Regions from separate parts of the Macaca mulatta genome. Here region 1 is linked to region 2. Evidence: chromatin contacts called from public Hi-C data. All regions are on one chromosome and are shown on one strand. The core of a region is the stretch at or near the end of the contact, and the rest is flanking DNA. Distances in the headings are between cores, read along the strand shown.

Evidence for each region. A called contact is a pair of places that touch in the nucleus more often than the background predicts.
Region 1: a Hi-C map of fibroblasts shows a contact between it and region 2, with 3 times the contacts expected there. The contact joins the enhancer-like site here to the promoter of SNRPA1 in region 2. A contact is called at or near these places in 10 of 14 Hi-C or Micro-C datasets (CD4 T cells, blood, cortical neurons and 6 more).

The regions. Positions count from the first base shown.
Region 1 is chr7:91,986,043-91,990,564 of T2T-MMU8v2.0, forward strand. No RefSeq gene overlaps it. Among named protein-coding and RNA genes, the nearest start is that of TM2D3, 23 kb to the right of the region's middle. Within about 2 kb of position 2,684, at least 4 of the 40 cell types and tissues checked have an H3K27ac peak or open chromatin away from gene starts, as enhancers often do.
Region 2 is chr7:91,654,972-91,659,445 of T2T-MMU8v2.0, forward strand. It overlaps SNRPA1 (small nuclear ribonucleoprotein polypeptide A'), which reads right to left and starts at 1,876. Exons shown (of 9, transcript NM_001260907.2): 1 at 1,730-1,876. The coding sequence starts at 1,811.

The DNA.
Region 1 (4,522 bases), core at 1,434-3,933, 330 kb after region 2:
TTAATGACTCAGATAGTTGGAACCATTAGAGATTTTAAAATTACTATAATAAATATGTTAATGCATCTAATGTAAAAAGGACAACAAACACAAACAGGGAATTTCACCAGCAAGAGGAACACTACAAGAAAAAGTAAAATAGAAATGCTAGAAATTAAATATATGACATCACAGATAAAGAATTCTTTTGACAGGCACATGAGTAGAATGAATACAACTTTGGAAAAATCAACAAATTTGAAAATAGGTCAATAAAAATTATCCAAAGAGAAACACAAAGGAAAAATAATGGCAAAAGCAAAGCAGAGTACTCAAGAGCTGTAGAACATCATCAGATGGGCTAACGTATATGTTATTAGAGTCAAAGGAGAAGAGGGAATGAAGAGGAAGAAATATTAGAAGAGAAAATAGTCAAGGATTTTCCAAAAGTAGTATCAGACATTAAACCACAGACCCAAGACTCTCAGAGAACCCTATGCAGAAGAAATACCAAAAATAAAAGAAAGGAAAAAGAAAACACCAACACTACCACTAGCAAAAAATCCCACTTAACTGTACACATCAAAAAAGTGGAAGATGAAGAGAAAAGCTTGAATATAGCAGAGAAAAAAGGGAACATTACAAGCAGAAGAGTAAAGATCAGAATTACAGGACACTTCTGATCAGAAACTACGCAAGCCAAAAGATAATGGAGCGACATTTTTAAAATGCTGAAAGAAAGGGAAAAAAATCTCGCAACCCAGAATTCTATATTAAGTAAAAATATTTTTAAAATTAAGGTAAAATAAAGACATTCTCAAACAAACAAAGGCTGAGACAATTCATTCTTGACTCATTTAAAGAAATTTCTTCAGATAGAAGGAGTGTTTTATGATCACCTTGAGGAGGATGGGATGGGCCCCCCCTCAATGGAATAGTTTAAATGTCAAGAATGATAAGGCCATATGCACCAAGAAGATATGGAAATGTTTCTTGCTCATGCCACGGGACTTTCTGAAGAGAAAGGGTCAGGTGCAAGTCAGTACAAATGGTGGGAGTGAAGCAGAGTTAATGGATTTGACTTGTATTGTGAATAGGTGGTGGGACTGAGGAAAAGGTTCAAGCACAAAGGGTGGGGCTTGTGTGGTTCGAACTTCCTGCTGACACCAAGAGAAGAAATATGCAGGTCCCTGTAATTGGAGAAGGAATGAGGTTTGAAAGCTATCAAAGGTCAAACATAGAAAATGGAGTCTTACTCTTTATTGCATGCAATATGAGAGCAGACAGAAATTCGGATCTACACCAGGGGTGTCCAATCTTTTGGCTTCCCTGGGCCACACTGGAGATAGAATTGTCTTAGGCCACACATAAAATATGCTAACCCTAAGGATAGCTAATGAACTTTAAAAAAAATCCCAAAAATTCTCGTAATGTTTTAGGAAAGTTTATGAATTTGTGTTGGGCCACATTCAAAGCCATCCTGGCCCTCATGTGGCCCATGGGACATGGTTGGACAAGCTTGTTTTACACAAAGAAATGAAGAGCATCAGAAATGGTAAAAAAAAGGAAGTAAGTATAAAAGATTCCTCTCATTTTTATTGGAGTAACCACATTCCATCTTATATGTCCCACTATTTACAACCAAACTGTGGATGAAATTTGTAAGGCAACCATCAGAAGACTGAGAGGCAGAGAACAGAAGGTGAATTGGCCAGGGATTTTGTGACATGAGGAACAGCCAGGTGGTGAGTTCCTTGTTATTATTTCCCTCCCATATATCTTCATTTGAGCACCAGAGAGGCCCACACTCAGAAATACCAACCGGCACAGAAAACAAAGGTTCCAAGGAAAGCTTACTTTCTCTAGGCAAAAGTATTGATAAAGGGCAACCCTGAGAGATAGAACAGATTCAACTCCAGATGAACAGATGGTATCAAAAAAAGCAATACCATCCTCCATCCCCACGCAACACTGCAGCTTCAGGGACTGAGGACAGAGCCCTATCAACCATCCCTGCCCCTCCCCTAATGATCAGGCACCCTTTTTTCTCCCCACTTGGAGTATACAGTCAGGAAGAGTGTATTAGCTCTGTTCTCATGGGAATTAGTCATTCCCATGCTGCTAATAAAGACATACCTGAGCCTGGGTAGTTTATAAAGGAAAGAGGTATAACCGACTCACAGCTTAGCATGGCTGAGGAGGCCTCAGGAAATTTACAGTCATGGAAAAAGGGGAAGCACACATGTCCTTCTTCACATGGTGGCATCCAGGAGAAGTGCCAAGCAAAAGGGGGAAAAGCCCCTTATAAAACCATCAGATCTCATGAGAACTCACTCACTATCAGGAAAACAGCAGCATGGGGTAACCGCCCTTATGATTCAATTATCTCCCACTGGGTCCCTCCCATGATATGTGGGGATTATGGGAGCTACAATTCAAGGTGAGATTTGGGTAGGGACACAGCCAAACCATATCAGAGACTGTAGGTGGAGATCTGTTTGGCCATTTCTGTCTTGCTTTAAGGAGAAAGAACTCTTCCTCCTCTATACCAGGACTTTGAGCAAACTTCAGGGTGAAGCCCTTTCAACTGTTCTAATCCTACACTATCATGGGTAGAAGTGGCACCCCTCCCTCCGTGTCTATCACTGTGGAGACTGTAGAGTGAATCCTTTCTACTATCCCTCTGCTGCACTAAGCAAGTGTCAGCAAAGAGGTGATGCTCCTCTCCCACTCCACTGGTGCATAGTCTGTGACCATCCCCACCATGCACGAAGCAAACAGCAGCAAAGAGGCAGCACCTCCTCCCCTCCTAATTAGAGCAGGGGTGGGTAGGATTACAGAGAGGAGATAATCCGTGTATTAATTCCTGGGCAGACCCCCAAACAGCCTATGCATGCCTAATAAGAATCAACACATTAAAAGATTGGAGAACTGAGCTGCAGTGTCAAATACTGCTATCATTTCACATTGGCCTCTGGGCAACACATAAGCTGGGAAGACCAGGGTAGCAAACTAAATTGACATTTCAATCACAGCCTACAAAAGTGTACCAGAACATGCATTCTGAACCTAAACAGGTTGACTGCCTGCTGAAAGAAGATTTAAATAGAAACCAGAACTTCATCACACAACACTCAGAATGTCCTAGTTACAATCCGCAATTACTCATCATACTATGACCAAGGACATCTCAATTTGAATGCAAAAAGGCAACCAACAGACAGTAACACCAAAATAATACAGATACTATAATTGTCTGACAAAGGTTTTAAGGAACCAGCAGAAAAATGCTCCAAAAAGTAAATAGTAACACTGTGGGAGAAAAAAAAAAAAAAAAAAAAAAGAAAAAATAGAAACTTTAAACAAAGGAAAAGAAAACTTACCACAAAATTCAGAAATGAAAAATAAAATATGTGAAGAAAAAGAAACTGTCACTGAATGGGTTGAATAGCAGATGGAGATGACATTAGAATCAATGAATCTGAAGCTAGATCAATACAAATTATCCAGTCTAAATAAGGAGAAAATAAGACTTTAAAATGAATAGAATCTCACAAACACGTGGGACAATAACAACAACAAAAAAATCTAAAATTAATGTGATCAGAGACTCAATGGGAAAAGAGAGTGTGGTGCCCAAAAATATTTGAAGAAAAAATGATTGAAAATTTCCCAAATTGGGCAAAAGACATAAGTTGACAAATTCAAGAGATTAAGCAAACTCCAAGCAGGATAAATCCAAAGAAATCCATGCCCGAATACATAATAATCAAATATCTGAAAACTAAAGATAAATTTAAAACTTTTGGAAACAGCCAGAAAACAATGATTATTACCTACAGCATTAAAACTATTCAAATGACAGCATATTTCTCAGCAGAAATCATGAAGGCCAGAAGGATGTGTCATAACACTTTTCAAGTGCTGAAAGAAAAAGAAAAACTGTCACCCAGAATTCTATGTTCGGCAAAACTAACTTTCAAGTATGAGGATGAAATAAAGGTATTCTCAGATGAAGAAAATCTAAGAAAATATGTTACCAGCAGAACTGCCTTAAAAATTTTTTTGCAAAAGGAAGTTCTTCAGACAGAAAAGAAATGATAACAGAAGGAAATGTGGAATGTTTGGAATGAAGATGAGCCACAGAAAGGATATATTACTTTCCTATTGCTTTATAACAAATTACCAGAAACATGGAAGCTTGAAACAACACAGTGGATGAGTATTTTGGGCATGGCTTAGCTGGGTTCTCTGTTTCAGGGTCTCACCAGGTTACAACACAGGTGTTGGTGGGACTGTGTTCCTTTCTGGATCTTGGAGTGTTCTTCCAACCTCATCTTGTTGTTAGAAGAATTCAATTCCTTGCAGTTGTAGGAGTGAGGCCCTCAGATCCCACAGGACACCCACAGATTTTGCAATGTGTTCCTAAATAAGCAGTTCCTATCAGACCATCTTTCTTCTTCAAGGACTGCTGTGGTTAGGTGACACCCATCTGCAACAACACAGTGTAATTCAGCACTCCACTTTTTTCAGGGTGATGTCA
Region 2 (4,474 bases), core at 626-3,125:
GTCTACTAAAAAAGAATTCACCCAAAGTTAAAGGGCACAATTCAGAGCTATACTACACGTATTGCATCAAAATATGTATTCTCAATATTGCACGTACTCCATAAAGAGAAATGGCAGAGATCATCAAAAGTGGTGAGTTGGGCCGGGCGCAATGGCTCAAGCCTGTAATCCCAGCACTTTGGGAGACCGCGGAGGACGGATCACCTGAGGTCGGGAGTTCGAGACCACCCTGACCAACATGGAGAAACCCTGTCTTTACTAAAAATACAAAATTAGCCGGGCGTGATGGCGCAGGCCTGTAATCCCAGCTACTCGGGAGGTTGAGGCAGGAGAATCGCTTGAACCCGGGAGGCAGAGGTTGCAGTGAGCTGACATCGCGCCATTGCACTCTAGCCTGGGCAACAACAGCGAAACTCCGTCTCAAAAAAAAAAAAAAAAAAAAAAAAAAGTGGTGAGTTGCTCTTGAACTGAACCTTTCTCTAACAAACTTAATTTCAACAAAATAAAAATACTGGGGGCCGAGCGCAGTGGTTCACGTCTTAATCCCAGCACTCTGGGAGGCCGGCGGAGGCGGATCACCTGAGGTCAGGAATTCGAGACTAGCCTGACTAACATGGCGAAACCCCGTCTCTACTAAAAATACAAAAATCAGCCAGGCGTGGTGGCTCACGCCTGTAATCCCAACAACTCGGGAGGCTTGAGGCACAGGAATCACTTGAACCGGGGAGGTGGAGGTTGCAGTGAGGCGAGACCACACCACTGCACGCCAGCTGGGGTGAAAGAGCGAGACTCCATCACAACACAACACAACACAACACAACACAACACAACACAACGGGATTTCCCAAAGGTCAGCAAGAAATCTAAGCAGAACACAACACACAACACAACACAACGGGATTTCCCAAAGGTCAGCAAGAAATCTAAGCAGATCCCGCAGCGATGCTGCTCCAAAGCCATAGGTCCCCGTGGGAACAAATCTCAGGCTACGGCTGCATGGTCTTATCCCCAGAGAAGTTGCTCTTCACATCCTTTTTAAAGTCGTCTCCTGAAATGCCAACTAGCTAGCTGCCCTCCCAATATCTTACCAAGTCTTGCTAAGGTTGAAATAGTACAGGAATCTGAATAATTGCGAGCGCTTCCACAACTTACACACAGCACAGGGCTGTGCAAACCTGGGTCACACAGTTCAATTTTTAAAACGTCTTCATAAAGGGGAAACGCCAGACAAAGGTACTAAGTAGAAAATACTGGGGGAAACAATCGCTGTTGTTCGGGGACTTGGTTTCCTCCCTCACATTAGGAACAACGAACACATATCCCATCTACGCTCAAAATATCGTCTGGCGGCAAGTATTAAGAACCAATCACTCGCCCTGCACTAGCGTTACAACCATTAACGAGCCGCTCTTCCGGGCCCTCAAACAGAGCCAACTGCGAAACAGCCAAGCAAGGCCTAATAGAGCCCCACGAGTATGCACCAGGAAGTAATGAAGTCACTCGTGCCTGTCAAGAGGCACGGCGGTAAGAGAAGGCTCCAAGAGCCTAACGGGATGCTCATTTGGCAACAACGGCAAGAATCAGGCCCCGCGTTCCCTGCGCAGCCCGGTCGGAGCCCAGACAACCGGCCCGCGGGCCAAGCTCCGGCCTTCGGTGCACGCGGCAGAGCGCGGATAATAAGGCGACGCGGTGCCGCCCGGGGGCTGGCCGCCCACGCCCTCGGACTCACCTCGGAGGTCCAGCTCCCGGTCGCGCACCGCGTTGGTGTACTGCGCCGCCTGCTCGATCAGCTCCGCCGTCAGCTTGACCATCCTGCTGCCTCCCGTCTCCTCGCGCCGTGGAAAGCCCGTGGCCTCCCGCCAGCGAGACGTCCCAGCGTGCCCCGCGCCCCACCGCCAGGCAGCACCAATCGCAGCCCCCGAGTGCGCGCGCAGCTCGCCCGCCAGGCCGAAGCAATGGAAGAGCCACGCCTTCGGGGTCGTTCTTGCCGGAAGTCTTGCCGGGCGCGCAGGGGCTGTGTCTGGTTCTGGGTTCTTTCCTGGGGTGTGTTTGGAGTCTGGAGAACCTATGATTCCAGACGTTGGTGTTTAAAAGTTAAGGCGAATGTGGAAACATCCGAGGGGAACTTTTTCATGCATTAGCGCACCTTGAGGTGGGACGGGAAGCTGTGACTGCTCTCCCTCCACCAGCCGGCGCGGGGACCCGTGGGGTTCAGTGAAGGGTCCAGGAGTTCAGGTACCCGTCCTGGGCCTGGGCCTGGGCCTTGGCTCCGGGTTACAGTGTGAGATCCCGGGCTAGGTGGCCCGCCTGGGGCAGGTCGCCGGGACAACCCCACAGCTCCGCAAGTCCAACCTGGCCTAGGGCATGGTAGGGTTTGCGGTTAAGCTTGTGGCCTTTAGACTTCTGAATATTCATATGAAGTATGATATACAGAAAAGTGTGCATATGATGAATTTACAGCGTGATTAATGACCAGAGTGAACACAACTGCTTAGCCGACACCGAGATCCAAAAAACCACTATTCTGAAAGCCTTCCTCTTTCCCAAAGGCAACCGCGAACTCAACACTACAGATTCGTTTTGCTTGCTTTTGATATAAATAGAATCATGCAGTATGCTTTTTTTGGCCTAGTTTCTTTGAGTCTATATTATGTCTGGAGTCCATCCAGGTTGCCTACAGAGATGGTTTGTTTGCTTTCGCTGCTGAAGAGAGTTCCATTGTATATATTATACCATAAATTACTTATTCTGCTGTTGATGGACATCAAAGTTGTTTTCTGTTTAGGGCTATTCTGAGTAATGCTGCTATGAATTTTCTGGTACGTGGATCTGATGCACATTTGCATGAGTTTTTCCTGGAGTGGAATTGCTGGGACATAGGGTATTATATCTATCATCAATAAGTAATGCCCAACAGTTATACTAAGAGGCTGAAATAATATACACACTCCAGCGGTGTGTAAGGGTTTTCATGGCTTCCAGCTTCAGGCTTGTTTGCATTTTAAGTCTATAACTTTAGCTATTCTGATGGGTGTGTGGTGGTATTGCACTACTGCTTTGCTTTTCTCTAATAACTAATGAAGCTGAGAACTTTCTCATGTGTATGGTGCCCATTCTGATAGCTTCCTTTGTGAAGTGTTCTTTCGAGTCCTTGGCTCATTTTTTTCCTTATGGAGTTGTCTGCCTTTTTTCTTATTGATTCTTGGAATTTCTTTATATATTAGGCATATGAACACACGCTGTGGCTTGCCTTTTCACTCTTAATGGTGTTGTTTGATTAGAATTTTTTTTTTTTTTTTTTAAGACAGGGTCTCGCTTTGTCACCTAGGCCAGAGTGCAGTGGTGCCATCAGGACTCACTACAGCCATGACCTCTCAGGCTCAAGAGATCCTCCCCCTCAGCCTCCCAAATAGCCGGGGCTATATGCACAGGCCAAGAGGCCTAACTTTTATATTTTTTGTAGAGACGAGGTTTTGACATGTGGCCCAGGCTGGTCTCCAACTCCTAAGCTCAAGTGACCTACTTGCCTCAGACTCCCACAGTGCTGGGATTACAGGCATGAGCCACCATGCCTGACTGAGAAGTTTCCAATTTTTATGTAGTTCAATTATTTACTTTAGGTTAGTGGATTGGGTGTGTGTGCATGTGCATGTACCTTAAGAAATCTTCCCTTACCCCCATCATATTTTCCTATGTGATCTACTAGACAATTGTTTTGCCTTTCACATTTAGTTCTACAATCCACCTGGAGATGATTCTCCTTGAACTTTTATTGAAGTATGATATACATAAAGAAGAGTGAAAACTGAACACACCCAAGCAACTAGCATCCTCATAAGAACAGGACATTGCCACATTCCAGAAGCCCCCCTCCTGTCTTCATCTAGTCACCACCCTTGCCCCAAGGGTAACCATTATCCTGACATCTTGTATAGATTTGCTTTGCCTAGTTTTGTATTTATGCAAATGAGGTACCTTACATATTTTTTGCTTAACATTATGTTTGTGTGTAGATGTAGTTCATTTATTCTCACTGTAATATAGTATTTAATTGTGGATGTTTCACAATTTACTTATCCATTCTGCTGTTGAACATTTGGGTAATTTTCACTCTGGAGCTTTTATATTATAAATAGTGTACCTACAAACACAATAATATATCTTTATGTGAATGCATATACTGATATATACCCAGGGATGGAATTACTGGGTCATAGGGTTTACTTATGTTCAGCTTAAGTAGGATATAGTTTTCCAAAGTTGTTGTACCAACTTAAACTCCTTGCTAACGTTTAGTATTGTCTTTTTAATCTTAGCCATTCTGGTACATAGGTAATGGTATGAAATTGTGGTTTTAACTGTATTTCCCTAATTACTAACATAGTTGAGAACTTTAAAAAATATATTTATGTTCATTTGGATAACCTCGTTAATGAAGTGTCTGCTTAGGTGTTTTGCCCATTTTTCTACTGGG